Linked DNA regions of Mus musculus: region 2 is linked to region 1. Evidence: chromatin contacts called from public promoter capture Hi-C data. All regions are on one chromosome and are shown on one strand. The core of a region is the stretch at or near the end of the contact, and the rest is flanking DNA. Distances in the headings are between cores, read along the strand shown.

The links. Promoter capture Hi-C pulls out the DNA fragments that hold promoters and counts their contacts.
Region 2: a contact with region 1 is called in a promoter capture Hi-C map of erythroid cells, with 5 times the contacts expected there. The contact joins the promoter of Bbs10 here to the promoter of Zdhhc17 in region 1. A contact is called at or near these places in 3 of 39 promoter capture datasets (erythroid cells, hippocampal neurons and pre-B cells), 3 of 484 Hi-C or Micro-C datasets (B cells, CD4 T cells and natural killer cells), 4 of 115 datasets of contacts at active chromatin or transcription factors (astrocytes, bone marrow-derived macrophages, effector CD8 T cells and 1 more) and 1 of 9 other capture datasets (adipose tissue).

Annotation. Positions count from the first base shown.
Region 1 is chr10:111,008,675-111,011,374 of GRCm38.p6, reverse strand. Zdhhc17 (zinc finger, DHHC domain containing 17) reads left to right here and starts at 1,309. Exons shown (of 17, transcript NM_172554.2): 1 at 1,309-1,437. The coding sequence starts at 1,345.
Region 2 is chr10:111,297,381-111,300,080 of GRCm38.p6, reverse strand. Bbs10 (Bardet-Biedl syndrome 10 (human)) reads right to left here and starts at 1,402. Exons shown (of 2, transcript NM_027914.1): 1 at 1,174-1,402; 2 at 1-868. The coding sequence starts at 1,358.

The DNA.
Region 1 (2,700 bases), core at 60-2,559:
ACACACAGAGACAGGCAGCGCCAAAGAGACCGCTTCTTTCCCCCCACCAGAAGCAGCTATAAAATAGCATATTCATCCTTTTTCTGAGTGATTACTGCCCGTTTACCGACGAATACTAGGTCTACTTTGCCGTTTTCATTTGTTACTGGGAGAGCACAGTATTGAACGGACCTAGCCTCGTGATCTCGTCCAATGCCTTGTTACTCCTGGTTTTTCCTCACCTCCTCAGAATCGATTATGTCCAATCCAGAACCGATCTCAGCTCTCCCCAGACCCTCCTCAGATTCTTTTGGCGGGAATATAAACCTTACAAAGGGGTTTCCTCTTCCATGCCCCATCCTTTTTTCCTCTGACGTGCCTTCCTCCCGATCTACCAGTAAATCTGGCTTTGTCCGACTGCAGGTTTTTTCCCCTCTGGTGATCTTTGGCTGATTTGGCTTTGACAGGGGACTGGTTAGTATCAGAATCTCTAATCAGATCGCTCTTTGCTAAATGTTCCCTGGCGCTGTAGAGATTTACAATCCCTAGTAGCCCAAACCAGAAACAAATCCTTTCTGCAATTGTTCCATCAGCCCCCTCCCAACCCCAATATCCTCTTAAAGCCGGCTTTAATCATTTTTATCTGGGTCACACTCTAGAGCTTTCATTTTAAAAAGGTTTCACTTTTGAATCCCCGGGTCCCTATTAAAATGCAGCAGATGGGAAAGTGTGGGGCTTTGACCTTGTCAAAAGCAAGGATTTTAAAAAAAAATGCCCTAGCTCAATCGCAAAGAGGGCATCACACAACAAAAGCTTTTTCAAGGAAGCCAATTTTTTTTTTTTTTTTTTTTGTCCTTGCTTCTCCCGGTGTCCCCGAGGCACAGGTGCGGAGGCGAGGAGAACGCATCCTTGCTCTCCCAGGGTCACACCCTAAGCCCTTCCAGCCCTTGGAAGGCTCGGGACCCTGCCCTGCGCGGCTCTGGATCTCCGTCTTGTGTCGCGCGCGGCCTTTCCCGGGTGGCCGGAGCCGAGGAGCAGCAGCAGCAGCAGCAGCAGCATCGGCCTCCGACCGGGACCCGCCCCCGGGCCGCGGCGCCCACGCCCAACGCGGTCCGCTGCCCCGGCGCAGTGCAGCAGAGAGCACACTCCAGCCCCGGGCCGGGTCGGGCCGGGCCGGCGCACGCGCATCGGGACCCGCGCCCTCCGCGGCGGGAGGGGCTGAGGGGGCGTCCCGGGGGCTCGGAGGGAAGAGGAGGTGGCGGCGGTGGCGGTGGCGCCGCGTCGCCCTCATCCGGGCTCGCGCTCGCCCTCGCGCTCGCCCTCCGCCTTGCCGAGCCCCGCGAGGCTGAAACGCTTTCTCCCAGCATGCAGCGGGAGGAGGGATTTAACACCAAGATGGCGGACGGCCCGGATGAGTACGAGACCGAAACGGGCTGCGTGCCCCTTCTCCACCCGGAGGTGAGGGACGGCGCCGAGCGCCTTCCCGGGACCCTGCGGTCCCGCGGCCTCGCTCCCTCAGCCTCGCCCGGGGCGGCGGCCGAGGCGTCCGGCGCGGTGACCTGTGGCGGGACCCCGGGGGAGGCTGAAGAAAGCGAGTCCAGGCCCGAGCGCGGCGGCGAGCGAGCGGATAACGGGGGAGGAGATAGCGGGGCGGGCCCGGCCGGGGCGGGCTCTGGGACGCCGTCCCTGGCGGTGCCTGGAGGACAGAGGTGGGGATGGCGATGGTCCTGTGGTGTCGCCGCGCTGCCTGCGGGTGCAGGGGCGACGGGGGCCTGCTGACACTTTGGAACCTCGGCCGGAGCCCCTGGTCTCGCTCCAAGCCTCCCCAGGCAGGGGAGGCAGCCGATCTGCTGTTTGGTTTTAACTCTCTCCTCGTCCCCTCTTTCTCGGTGGCGGATGACACGACCCTTCCCATCAGTTCACTCGTTCCCCGGGGATCGTAGTTTTCCTGGGCAAAGTGATGTCCTTCCAGATTATGCCATAGCAACCAGCTCGCCGCTGGGGACAGCGAATTTCGGGGTGTGTTTGCCCTTAGGCTATTAAAAAGAAAAGAAAAGAAAACAACAAAAAAACAAAAAGAGAGAGGGTCTGAACTTTGGCGAATAAACGCACGCACCCATTAGCTTGTCACAAAGTAGCGCTGTTTGGGGACTGTCAGGGAGGGTAGACAGCGCAACACGTTTCCCACCGTTTTTTCTTTTGTATCTCCTGGACGGGAACAGTTTTCTCTGCCGGAGCCGTCAGGTTCTGCCCGTTGTTTACCTCCCAGTTTGTAGCTGAGTTTGTGTTTAGTAAAGGCCTGGAAGCAATTCTTTGTGTATCCAGGTTTGTTGATTATTATTATTATTATTATTATTATTATTATTATTATCATCGGTGCACGGTGAGATGCGGGGAGGGCAGGAAAGTGTAGCGCAGCTTCCTGCAGAACTCAGGTCGTGTTTTGAGGTTGAGAATGGTGTCCAGATCCGTGGTGTTCGAATAAACGTGGTTACTTTGCATTCGATTGATTTTATTTCTTCCTGGCTTTTGTGTCTTGTTTTTTTTTTTTTAATTGTAAATACAAAGGACCACTTTCGTATTAATACCCTATTATCTCTTAACTTGATCATACACACACACACACACACACACACACACACACACACACATACACACACACACACAAACTGAGACAGTTTCTTAGAAATATATGCTGAGACAAGTCTCATTAGAAAAGAC
Region 2 (2,700 bases), core at 153-2,652, 290 kb before region 1:
TGGTAGGACACAAGGAGAAAGACCAGTGATCCTCTGGACAAGGGAAACTTCTTCGGCTGATAAACACTCCACCACTGATATGCTATTAAGTCTTGCACAGTAAATAACCAGGTCTGGTTGCTTCACACTGGTCAGGAGCAGTTTTACATTCTGACCACGCAAGTGGTTCATTACTGTTTTTGTCCTGTCCGTGATCCAGCACTGAGATGCCTGAAACTGTGTTTCTGAATTGAGAACAAACTCCGAGCCAGCCGATGAAAACTGAGGCTGGAGGATTTCTGTTACTATCACCATCCTAATGTCACCATCTGCTGGGCAGTACATAGAAAAGTCCCTGGGAAGCACAAGGCCATCTATGATTCTAGAATCTGAAACAGGAAGGCCTGTCACGCCAACATTCAACTCTGCAAAACAGTGATCCAACAACTCAAATACTTCAACCCCACTTTCACAAGCCATACACTTGAAAACGTAGTCACACATCAACTGTGAAATGAATCTGTGATTGTTTCTTCCCACTCTTCCACAAAAGTATGCTTCCAGGAGCAACTCTAGCGAGTGCCTGCACAGTTTTCTTCCTTCAGTGGATGAAGAAAAGACAGACAGGTAGTGCCTGCTTAAACTCCGGTCTACAATACAACCTAGGGTTTGTGTCTGAAACGTTTGCAGAGCCTGGGAAATAGATTTCCACTGACAACAGTTTTTCCAATGCCTTTCATGGCTCTGAATATTTTCAGAAGTGAATGAATCTTTTCCTTTTTCTCCGATTGCATGAAGTCCTCTGAGTAAATGGCAAAGAAAAATAATAAATGTCTTAGCACCATCTCCTGTCTTTTTAAGGTGACTGGAAACACACGCCACTATCATCCTGTATAGGAAGGGAAAAAAATAACTCAGATTTTCTGGGTTAAATCCACATTTTCATAGCTATAAGGCACACAGATTGTCCTTTTGACATATAGGCTTTGCTTTACTTTTCCTTTAACTACTTCATTCAGGGATGGGGAAAGAGTAAGAAGTGTTCTGTGCACGTGATGAGGTTTGGGGCTCGGGACTAGTAGTTTGGGCAGCTCTCTGATGTCTACACTGGTTTTATCCAGGTCCACGGCCTCAGGATGGGATGGGAGATTGAGGGAGATGCGCGCCTAGTGGAGGGCAGGAGAAGTGAGGTACCTGGCTAAGGGATGCTCTAAGTGCAGCGCCTCCAGGAGGCAGCCTCCATCCCTGCTAAGCAGCACCTCGCCGGTGGGCTTCGTACACAACACTTGGCCGCCCTCGGGCCCCACGCAGCGGTTCGCGATGCTCTCCAGCACCTCGGCCACCCGCAAAGCCGCCGTCACCGACCCCTGGGACGCCATGGGTAAGGAACCACGGGTAACGCTTCCGTTAGGTCAGGCCCGCAGAAGGGCGGAAACGGAAGAGGCGGGGAAAACGGCGGAAGAGCAGTAGCTTTGGCATCGATTGGCGGAAGAGCTCTATGCCCCTCGGTGGGGTGGAGCCCCGCCAGCGGTGGGCGGAGACTCGAGTGGTCCTGGGACGTCCTTACTTTCCTGGTTCACGTCCCGCGGGCCTCCCTGGCCACTGCAACCGCTAGGTCTCTGCAGGGAAGGGCTCGGGCTCGGGGGCGTGATTACCGCCCCATCTCGAGCTTACTTCTCTAGTGCCCCTGCCGTGTAGTTTGCTCTCCTTGCCTTCAAGCAAACGGTTTTAGAATGCAGGGCAGGCGGAGAGAGCTTGGGCATAGCCATTTCTAGGCTCGTGGCTTCCGCTGGGGTGTGCTACCTTGTGTGTGTTCAGGTATGGACGAAACCCCACCTAGTTAAACCACTTGAGCAGAAGTAGATGTTTGCCTTTTATTCACATCGATGATCAATTGTATTTGTCATTTGTACTGTATACCATCCCAAAGCAGAAATGTTTCACCCAGTAAAACACAAAGGCTTTAGGGAGCGCACGAGCGCTGGATTCATAGCTAAAGGGCTTCTTTCAGCCAGAGACCATCTGTCTCTGCTTTCCTCATTTAAAACAAACAAGTTGGTAAAACAAAACAAAACAAACAAAACCAAAAAAACCTTTAAAGTTCCGAGGTGGATAAGTTAGTTTTTGTACTGTTTCTAACTCGAAGTACAGCCAAGTATTTGTCATTTACTCACAAAATTCTCATGGTGGATCATTACCCAGGCTGTCATACCCACAAGAAATGAATGCAGAACAAAGCTGTCAATGTTAGCAGGAAAGTGATCTTGTAGATAGATATTCAATGACGTTTAACACTGACAGCAGTGTCCTTACCCCACACGGGCAAGAGGATTCTGAGGGACAAGTTAGAATGAGGTGAAAGGAAGACAAAATCATGAGTAAAGCCTTCCTGAGGTTTCCTCAATAACTCAGTAGTAAACGACCGGGAGGAGAACAGCATTTCAGTGTCTAATGATACTGCTTCAGTGTTTTTTCTTGGTTGCATTCATCACTGGACATTATCTTTAGACTGAAATAGTGGGATATTTCAAACATTTAAACAGTACAATCAAGTGCACTGTGTAGTCGTGATTCAGGAGGCTTTTACCTGAGAAAGACAGACCGCCTTTATTCTTACTGTGTAGTTTTTGGGGTCATTTAGATATGCTGAGCCTCATCTTTAATGTATAAAATATGTATAAACTCCACTTATTTTAAAAGAATATAAAGTATCAAGTAAAA